Linked DNA regions of Mus musculus: region 2 is linked to region 1. The links are chromatin contacts, called in public HiChIP or PLAC-seq maps. All regions are on one chromosome and are shown on one strand. The core of a region is the stretch at or near the end of the contact, and the rest is flanking DNA. Distances in the headings are between cores, read along the strand shown. Region 1 has its middle 27 kb from the start of Gm46942. Region 2 has its middle 9.3 kb from the start of Gm46921.

Region 1 (5,379 bases), core at 2,496-4,995:
TTTTCAAGTTACACAAGTTGGTTTGGCAAAGTATTCTGAGAAGGGCATCCCTTTACAATGTTTATGGGAATATTAATTGGCAGAGCCTTTCTAAATAACAATTTAGCCTTTTTCACTGAGGGTCTCAATTAAGCCACACCTTTTCGCTCATTAGTTTCCTTCTAGGAAATTTCCCTAAAGAAATAATCAAGGAAGTAATTAAATGTTTAGGTATAAGGAAATTGATTGCAATGCTATTTACACAAAAAAGGTAGTGACCCTTCTGTGTTTGATAATTTTATAATCAAGATAAAAATCCATCAACTTATCCCTCCATCCTTCCATCTCTCCATCTATCTACCACTTGTCCATTTGTCCACTCATATATCTTCTATCCATCAATTCATCCATTCATTCACCCAACTATCCATCCATCCATCCATCCATCCATCCATCCATCCATCCACTCATTTACCACCCATCCATATTTACACATGCATCCATACATCCAGCACTTATTCATCCATTCACTCATCCATCCATTCAATGAATATAAATGGTGTCATTAGAAAAAAAATATGGTTGTTTTTGTTAAGAAAAAGGAAGAAGCAAAAAGGTAGACATGGTGGTGAGTGCCTTTAATTTTAGCACTCAGAAGTCAGAGCCAGGAGGATCTCTGTGAGTTAAGGGCCATCTATCTACATGGCTAATTCCAAGTCAGAGAAAAGACATAAAGAAACCCCACCTAAATGGGGTGTTTGAAGTTCTAATGATAGCTGCAGAAGAAGGTGCTTTGCCTGAGCTGATGGGGAAGAAGCCAGGAGATATGTCCCTGGTTCTTAGACCATAGCAGAATAGTAAGAGGGTAGGTGGGGGCCCTCAGGGCTACCTGAATTCACAGGACCTTGAGCCTAAGAACCAAGATATCTCTGGAGAGCAGGATTGCTCTGCCAGTACTGTGTACGATTTGAAGCATTTCCTACAGACCCCAAACTCCTGGCTTCTTGCATGTGCGCATGCACACATCTGTGCGCTTACATAAGGAGGCCAAAGAACAATTTCAGGTGTTACCCCCTTAAGTGACATCCACTTTTTGCAAGACTGTCGCTCCCTGGCTTGTACCAAGTAGGTTAGGTTAAACTACTTCAGCGTGTCCCTGAGATCCAGCTGTCTCCTCTCCGCTAGCGCTAGACTTATGAGTGTGCCCCACCACCGCAGGCTTTTTTTTTTTTTTAAACATGGGCTCTTGGGGCTTGAACTCAAGTCCTAGTGTTTGTAACTGACTGAGCCATCTCCGCAGATCCTGGCTTTCCACAAATCTATCAACATCTTCCAAGAAGCTGGAGCTGAGCCAGAGCCTCTGTCACTCCCAGACACCTCCCTTTTCATGTGTCTGACCTTCCAGACTCTCATGGTTTGAATATGCTTGGGCCAGGAAGCAGCACTATTAGAAGGTATGACCCTGTTAGAATGGGTGTGGCCTTGTGAAGTGGGTGTGCCCTGTTGGAGGAGGCGTGGCCTTGTTGGAGTGGGTTTGGCCTTGTTGGAGTAGGTGTGTCATAGAGGGCATGGGCTTTAAGATCCTCATCCTTCCTGCCTAGAAGCCAGTCTTCTCCTAGCAACCTTCAGACAAAGATGTAGAACTCTTAGCTCCTCCTGCACCATGCCTGCGTGGATGCTACCATGCCCCTGCCTTGATGATAATGGACTGAACCTCTGAACCTGTAAGCCAGCCCCAATTAAATGTTGTCCTTATAAGACTTGCCTTGGTCATGGTGTCTGTTCACAACAGTAAAACACTCCCTAAGACACAGACCTTTGAATCAGTAGTTCCTTGTGTCCACCACATACTGCTCTTGGGCAAATGAGGAAACTGAGGCCTGGAAACTGAGGTCATGCAGCTGAGTTGTGGCCCCTACAGTCCCTACAACCTCTATCCCAGCTAGGAGCCCAATTTATAGCTGCTTCCTTCTTTATGTGGTGCCAACTAAACTTCTGGCTTGGCTCTCCTGGTGAGAAAACATGATTCTCTATATTTGTAAGGCTGGTGGGCAACAGACACATATCCACATGAGGTAAAGGTGTGTTTCCACAAATCTTGGTGCTCTGAGTCACCAAGCTGGCCTTTACTTTAGACTTATTTTCGTGTTTGCCTGCATGTATGGTGTGTGCACATGTGTGCAGTGCCCACAGAGGGCAGAAGAGGGTGACAGTTCCCTAAAATTGAAGCCGTATATTGTTGTAAGGTGTCATGTGGGTGTGGGATCTGAATTCGGGTCCTCTGGAAGACTAGAGAGTGCTCTTAATCTCTGAGATATCACACACACACACACACACACACACACACACACACACACACTGCCATGACTTTTTTTTAAGCTAGTATCTTATTATGTAGACCAAGCTGGCCTTGAACTCACCATCCTCTTCCTCAGCTTCCCATGTGCTAGGATTACAAGTGTCTGCCACTAGGCCCAGCCAAGCTACCCTGCATGTATATCCAGCCACTGCTGGCATAAGGCATGGTAACCCTACAGTCCATGTTTGCTTATAGAGGCAGAGCACTGCAGCTCAGGTGCCTAGCATGGAAGGAGCCCGGGATTTGTTGTTGGCACCGGGATGGGTGGTATACATCTGTTCCCAAAGAGGAACCAAGCAGGCAAGCAAACAGACAAACAAAAACTAACCGTGGTGTCGCACACCTTTAATCTCAGCACTGCAGTTTAGAGGCGGAGGCAGGAGGATCTCTGAGTGCCAGACCAGACAGGGCTACATAGTTTTCTCAAAAGGAAACAAAAAACAAAAACGAAAAACAACAAAACCCTTCAAAATAATAATTTAAATGCATGAATGCATAAATTGGCACTTTGTCAAGGTCAAATGGGCACTAAGCACTTCGCTGTCTAGCAGAAGCTCTGGGCTTCTTCACCAGTGTGTACAACAGACACTAAGCCACTGTCTCTAGGTAACAGGGACTTTCTACTCTGTCATCTTGCAGGACACTGTCATATATGCCTGTATTAGATGAGCAAAGGTGTTTTTGTGTAAGTTACCTTCCCTTCAATGCTTCCAGCCCTGTGGTGGCCTATGTGGACAACCTGTTGGCTCTCAACAACAGAAGATAGACTTGCTTACCTCCTCCGGAGGTACCCAAGACCCTGCTATAAGTAATCTGTGAGCATCACTCCTGGCGTGGCAGGGTTTACCGTTCACCAGTTATCTACACAGGAAACTGACATTCACAGACATTAAATGCCCATCGCAGGTCACATGGCTCAACGACAACTTGATTTACAGCCCCCACCCCTAGCCCCCACCCTGTCTGGCTGCCCCGGAGCCTATGATGAAGTGATTCCAATAGCGGAAAGTCATGTCACCTCTGTGCCCCAAATAACCAGGCCTGGGCTTGAGACCAAGCATCTCCCTCCGCAGCCACAGTGACCGCAGCAGCTCCCTCAGACGGCCACCTTCACCTCTTTTATTTTATTGTTTTCCCTCGTTTTATTGCCTTGGCACAAGGCCGACGGCAGAGGGTAGGCAGAGATCAGAGTCCGCCTCTCCTCTGGAAATGACTTCGGAGTTCAGCCCGCCCTCCTCCCAGTGTTTGGAACCTAACGTTCTGGAAAGTGGATCGCAGGACGGATCGCTGCCGCCACCGCCGCCGCTGCTGCTGCTGCTGCCGCCGGCGGCTTCCGCCACCGGATCTCACTTAAGGGCACAAAAGCTGGGAAATTTCAGAGCCAGTCTGGCCCAGAGGGTGGAGAAGAGGACCTGAGCTCTTGAGCCAGCCTTCAAAAGAGTCTCCCTGGCTGCAGGGAATACGGAGACCACCCGCCGGCCAGCCTGCTCCACTGCAAACAGGAAACCCCAGAGTTTATAGATGACCCCGTTACAAGGCAAATGTTTTGGAACAAATTGTTCATTTAAGTCCTTGTTTTCCACTAGCTTCTCATACTGGATTCCCCCCCCCTCCCCTTTTCCTCCAGCCCACTGTCCTTGTTAAACCAGGGCCGTGGCGCCACCTGCTGCCCATCCTGTGATGACAGTAGCGTCTCCAGTGGGATTCCGGGGCCCTGGGTCCCTCTCCCCACCTCTCAGATGGATGGGACGATAGTCCCCCTCATCCTGGCCCCCGGATTTGTGGTTAAGATCATGAGCCAAGTCGCTGGAGAAGTGCTCTGTGGCTAGGTGACCTGAGACTCCCTGTCCCCATTATTCATCCTCAGGGACAGCAGGGCTCCCACGTGCAGAAAAGACAAACCAGATGGTATCACCAGGCAAAGCCCGGGCTTGGTTTCCCCGCAGGCAGCCACACCAGCATCAGCTAACCACGTGACTCCGCGGCCTCCATTTCTTTCGGATTCCACAGTAGCCCCTAAGGCAGGTGGGATGGAAGGTCGCGCGTGGGCCTGGCGGGCAGTACACGCTCTTTCTGCATGTCCACTTGCCCAGTCTAGACCTCGTGGAAGTGATATATTTATCGCCACAGAATGAACAGGAGCCCCAAGTGTCTGGAGATGTACGTCAGCTGATAGAGCACTTACCCAACATGCATGAAGTCCTGGGTTCGATTCCCGAATGTCATATAAACAGGGCATAGCGGAAACATACCTATCTTCCTAGCACTGGGAGGTAGAGGCAGGAGGATCAGAAGTTCAACTTTACATAGCTTGATGTCAGTCTGGTCTCAAAGAAGGAAGATACAAAGAATAGAAGCCACAAGAGTTCTGGGCCTGCAGCCTGACATCAGCTCCCCCCCCCCCCCGCCCCTCCCGCTCCCCAAACCTCGGGCAAATTGTCTTCCCCCCCCCCCAAGCCTCAGTTTCCCACGGTGTGTAAAGAGGCAGTAATAGTCACTAGATCTCAAGAGGTTGAACCGCGGGGCTTAGAGACAATCTGTGCTTGTCATTCTTCCTGAAGGGGAAAGAGCAATTAGCAAATGGTTTGAGGAGGGGCCAGTGAAGGAGCAAGTTCACATCCAGGAGTGGGTTAGTGAGAATTCAGTCACCAACTGGGCCTTCTCTGCCTCACCCAGATACTTTGTTTTACTCCTTGTGGAGGAGCTCTGACTGGCACCTCGGTTTATCTATCTGTCCGATGGGCACAGCGTCTGTCCATTCGACCTGCTTCTTAGAAACGTAACAGGAATCTATCCAGTGATTTATATGAAACTGTTTAGGGATTTTTTTTTTTAAAGAATAAAAGAAAGGAAGATGGAAGGGCAGGAGAGAGGAAGGGAGGAAATATTTTTCTTCATTTAGGGTATCTCCATGTTCCTGATTGCTTTGCTGTCATGCTCCAGAGGAACTGAGGACTACCTGAGACAAGCTGGATTCCTCTTGACACAAACTAGGAATCATAGCCCACACCAGCATCAGTACCAGGGACATCTGACAACGC
Region 2 (4,985 bases), core at 842-3,341, 150 kb before region 1:
GACTCTCAGCATTCTGGCTCAGACCTGGGGTTAACTCCCTATTGCTTGCTAGGGCCTCCTGCTTCCTCAGCAGGTGGCTTTCCTGATGATTTCTCAAGAAATGCTATATTCCTACCCCTCTTCCCTGTCTCCTTACTCCTCCAGAGAAGGAAGGAGATGGACTGGGCAGCTGGCATTGCTTTCTACCCACCAGCTGCATCTCAGAACAGTTGCTGAGTGAGCAATTGAGCGTACGAATGAGCCTGTCCTACAGTGAATGCCAGTCTGAGCTCCGGGCTAATCCATAATTTTTCTGTTTGACTTGGAAAGGGACCCTGCAAATTTGAATTCTGCAAATTTACCTTCCTAATTCTGTTCTTTGACTAACACAGAAATTGGCTTGGCACAGATGGAGGGAGGGAGACAGGCTGGCAGGGGTAGGGGGTGGGGGATGGTTACTATCGCCAGGTGGATCATGAGTACATTGCCAACCCGTAGCTGCCCATATAGGGAAGGTGAGCTGTCAGTATTTGAAGTATGAAGCATGGGGGGGTGTGTTGACGGGGAGAAGGTTTGATGCCTAGTATTCTGCCTCTTCGTTTGCTGGCATGTGCTAATGGGTCCGATGAAACTCAATTTTTCAGCCTCAGGCTTGACTCAGATTCCTGTCACCTACAGAATGGCTAAATGGTTACATTCAAAAACCCAACCATGAGTTGCACTCTTCCCTGCACTGATGGAACAAAAATCTTGAATAAATGAATGAATTAATGAATGATGGTTGGGTAGGGGTGGAAGGGGATGTCTATGGTTTAGATCCTGATGGCGTCTGGCCTGACCATATGTCTTTAAGCTCATCCCACTCCAGCCTCAAGGCCAGTATAAATGACAGACAGATACCATGGCTTCTTCTGCAGCCTTCATCCCTGCCATTCACCTTGACCCCAGCACACATGACTTCTATCCATAAGAGCAGCCAGATGTCTTGGCTGTGCTCCCTGTGTTAACCTGCAGCTGGAGGAGGGGCTTTCCCTACTAGCTGTGAGCCCAGAATTCCTTCAAGGACAAGGGTCCCACCTGGCTTGTCAACCCAAAGCCACATGACTGAGCTAGACTTCCTAATCTTGGCTACTTTGGCCCTATACTGAACCCAGTCCTGGTCTGTGGGGTCATAGCACCCCAGGGCTGGCTTTGTCTTGTGCTTCAGCTCTCCAGGACTAAAGGCCAGTCCCTGTAGATCTTCACGGGCCTGACCAGTCTTGCCTGGTCTTTCCCAGCAACTGTCATTCCTCAGACACTCATCAGAAATCAATCATGGGTCTAAGCTGTGCTACATACCGGGGACTTCACGGTGGCCCAGACAGATTCAGACATTACCCAGAAACCCCTGGGAGAGATGGACATGGGCTTATAACTTCCAAGTGGTATGTCAAAATAGGACTAAAGATCAAGGGCTCTGTGAAATTACAGGGGTAAGTTTATTTTTTGAGATGGGGACTCATTTAGCCCAGGCAAGCTTCTAGCTGGAAATAACTTTGAATTTATGATCCTTCTGTCTTATCCCCAGTGTGCTGGGATCTTAAGTCTATGAATCCACTCCCAGTTTATGCAATACTAAAGATGGAACCCAGGGCCTTGTACATGCTAGACAAACACTTTGTCCACTGAGCTCCGTGTGCCTCGAGCCCCCCATGTTACCTTAGAAGAAGGAAAAGCCAGGACAGAAAGAGGAAGACAGACAAGATATCACATGCCAAATGGGCACCTGTGGGGACCTGATACTGTTCCCAAGATTCCGCCCTTGGAACCAGATCTCTTTCCTCCTTCAGGAAGGGATGAAATATTGCTAGCCAAGAGGACCCCAGTGCCTTTCCCAGTCACAAGGCCACAGTAGCCATGCTGATCACCCACCTCTGCAGAGGCAGCCAGCACCCCGCCCCCCTTGCCCAATAGCATCCTCTGCAGCCACCCCAGATGGTGTCTTCATGGAGTCCCACTGTGTGAAAGGGAAGAGAAAATGTGCTTCTCCCTGAAAGGGGGTGGGGGTGGGGCGGTCCAAGCCTCTGCGGCTGCACATTCTGGCCCCCAGATAACACACCGAGGGGCGTGGCAAGGCCTCTCTGACTCTTTGAAAACCCCAGCAGGAAATTGTTGTCCCAAGGAGATTAGGTGAGACTTGGAGACAAGGAGACACCGGAGGGCCGAGAAAGCCTGGAGAACACAGGGTGTGACGCAAGAGCCCAAGCAAAAATGAGCTTTCAAAAAGTTAGGTTTGCCCACCCAGCATGGTGGCACATGCCTGTAAGGGGGGTGGGCTGAGAAAGGAGAGTTGGCGGGACAGAGTCCTGAACTACATAGTAAGAAAAAAAAGTAATAGAACTTTTTATTTTAATACTAGGTTTGTTCCTTTTCTCCCCCACACCTGTTCTTAGCTGATGACCACTCCGTGGGTCCCCCGGGGAGACAAGTTGCTCGTTTGAGTGGTGTGAGGAATCCATTGGGGGGGGGGGGCGAGTGTTTCCAAGGATGGAATGTATTTGGAAAGAAATTACTTGATTACTCAGGAAAAGGTGTGACAGCAACGGAAGTCCTGTCAGGAAGCAGGGAGGGGGGCAGCACATCTGGTAATAGGACATAATTTCTTTATGCAAATGAGGCTGAAGGTCCTCAGGAAGATGCTTCCCCCACTTCCTGTGGGGAAGGGCCAATCCATCAGCTATGCACAGCGGGAAGGTGTTTACTCTCCTCTTCTCAGACGCAAGCACACAGGGTCTCAGGGGAGACCCTGGCTACAAGAAGCTACAAAGTTACTGCCATCTCTGCTGTCCCAGGCTCAAGCTTATTTGTCTAAATCTTTTGTTGGGCCAGGATTTGAAGTGGCCAAAAAAGTCTATGTGAGAAGCAGATGTTGGGGTGTGGGGGAGAGTGGAAGGGCCATCAGACCCCAAATGTAGTAAAAGAAAGGTGATGATGGGGCATGAGACAGGTGCATGCATTAAGGAAAGTCACATGACCCTGAGAATGCTTCAAGACGTTTAGAGGTTGCCCGCTCCGCCCCCGTGGTCTAACATCCTCACTTTGGTTCCTCCACAGGGGTGTGTCAGAGAGGGGGAGCTGATCTGGCGTAATGGAGGTGCAGCTAGGTGCCCAGTTACAGGTTGATTCAGAGCAGCGTTCTCAACCTTTGCGTTTTAACTCCTTTGGGAGATGGTTGAAGACCTTTTTAAAGGGGTCACCTAAAACTATGGGAATGCACAGATATTTGCATTACGATTCATGACTATCAAAATTACAGTTATGAAGCAGCAAAAAAAATAATTTTATGGTTGGGGGGTCACCACAACATGAGGAACTGTATTAAAGGGTTACAGCATTACAGGGGATGAAAACCACTGATCTAGACTGTTCCAAGGAGGAACCAATAAATACAGTAACTCCCTGTCACACACACCCTTTGTCTGCAGAGGACACACTCCAAGCCCCCCAGTGGATGCCTGAAACCACACACAGACCTATATTTTGTTACTCTAACAGACTTGGGAGAAAGTTTGATTTATAAATTGGGCACAGTAAAAAGTCACCAATATGTAGTAATGTATTAGAACAATTAGGGTCAGAGGGATGGCTCAAGGGGCATGCCACAAGTCTGAGGACCTGAGTTCAATCCCTGGGATTCCCATAGTGGAAGGACAGAACGGACCCCTGTAAATCGACCTCTGACATCCACACATGTACCAGGGAACATTCATACCCACTTACACACAGACGCACACAAGATAAACAAAATGTAACTTTAAAAAAATAATAAAGTAAAAAGAAATAGAACAATTACAACATGTAAACAAAAGCTATATTTAAATCAAAGTACATCTATACTTTAAATTAATTGCATAATTTTGAAATGAGATCTCTATATATAGCCCAGGCATCTCAGAACTCACCATCCCCCTGCATCCACCTCTGAGTGCTAGGATAACAGGAGTGTACCACTACATTTGACTATGGCTTTTTTTTTTTTTTTTTTTTTTTTTTTTTTACTTTTTTTATTTAAGACAGTGTTTCTCTGTGTGGCTCTGGCTGTCCCGGAACTCACTCTTGTAGACCAGACTGGTCTTGAACTCACAGATATCCTCCTGCCTCTGCCTCCCACATATTAGAATACCCCTACCCTGCTTGGACTTTTTTATCTGTATCATTTTACTGAGAGTGAAAGCAGACAGAGAAGGAGAACAGCTGAGATCCGCATTAAGTATTAAGAGGCCAATGGAGGACACGGGAGTGATTCCCAGTGGTTGGGAGTGTTAGCAATCTGTCTAAGCTCCACCCCCACAGTTACCTGGCAACAGCCAAGTATGCTCCACCCCACAGTTTCCTGGCAGCAGCCAGGTAGGCCCGCCCACGAAAAAAGGGTTCCGCTCACCCCCTCCTCTGGGTTTCTCTGTGTAGTCCTGGCTGTCCTGGAACTCACTCTGTAGACCAGGCTGGCCTCGAACTCAGAAATCCGCCTGCCTCTGCCTCCCAAGTGCTGGGATTAAAGGTGTGCACCACCACTGCCCGGCACACCCCCTCCTCTCTCTCTTGATCTCTTGTTCCTTTGTTGCTCCTTTGCTCTTCCCTTCCACCCCTCTTCTTTCTCCATTCCCTTCCCCCTGTCTCTCCACGTGCTCATAGATAGCCTCTACTTATCTACTCTCTCCCTCTCTCTGCCTTTCTCTGCCTCTACTACCCTCTTAGCTCCCTTCCCCATGCCCTGAATAAACTATTTTATATTATACCATCCTGTGGTTGGTCCCCTAGGGGGAAGGGATGCCTTGGTATGGGCCTGTTGAGACATCCCCTTCCCCCATACCTGACTATACACCCATAGAACATATTCCTCTTTCTCTTTCCCTTTTTATAAACACATCAGGGAGCGCCCACTGCTCTTCCAGACCTTGGTTCAGTTACCTGCACCCACACAGCCGCTCACAACTGTCCTCCCGTGCCAGGGCATCCAACCTCCTCTT

What was found. HiChIP or PLAC-seq counts read pairs in DNA pulled down with a chosen protein or histone mark.
Region 2: an H3K27ac HiChIP or PLAC-seq map of trophoblast stem cells shows a contact between it and region 1, with 5 times the contacts expected there. The contact joins two enhancer-like sites. A contact is called at or near these places in 1 of 15 datasets of contacts at CTCF or cohesin (large pre-B cells), 13 of 484 Hi-C or Micro-C datasets (the C2C12 cell line, CD4 T cells, CD8 T cells and 9 more), 16 of 115 datasets of contacts at active chromatin or transcription factors (the NIH/3T3 cell line, bone marrow-derived macrophages, craniofacial prominence and 12 more) and 1 of 9 other capture datasets (embryonic stem cells).

The regions. Positions count from the first base shown.
Region 1 is chr5:118,330,362-118,335,740 of GRCm38.p6, reverse strand. No RefSeq gene overlaps it. Among named protein-coding and RNA genes, the nearest start is that of Gm46942, 27 kb to the left of the region's middle. Within about 2 kb of position 3,745, at least 134 of the 459 cell types and tissues checked have an H3K27ac peak or open chromatin away from gene starts, as enhancers often do. A contact at or near this core is called in embryonic stem cells, neutrophils and trophoblast stem cells, where this site is marked.
Region 2 is chr5:118,480,822-118,485,806 of GRCm38.p6, reverse strand. No RefSeq gene overlaps it. Among named protein-coding and RNA genes, the nearest start is that of Gm46921, 9.3 kb to the left of the region's middle. Within about 2 kb of position 2,091, at least 90 of the 459 cell types and tissues checked have an H3K27ac peak or open chromatin away from gene starts, as enhancers often do. A contact at or near this core is called in embryonic stem cells, neutrophils and trophoblast stem cells, where this site is marked.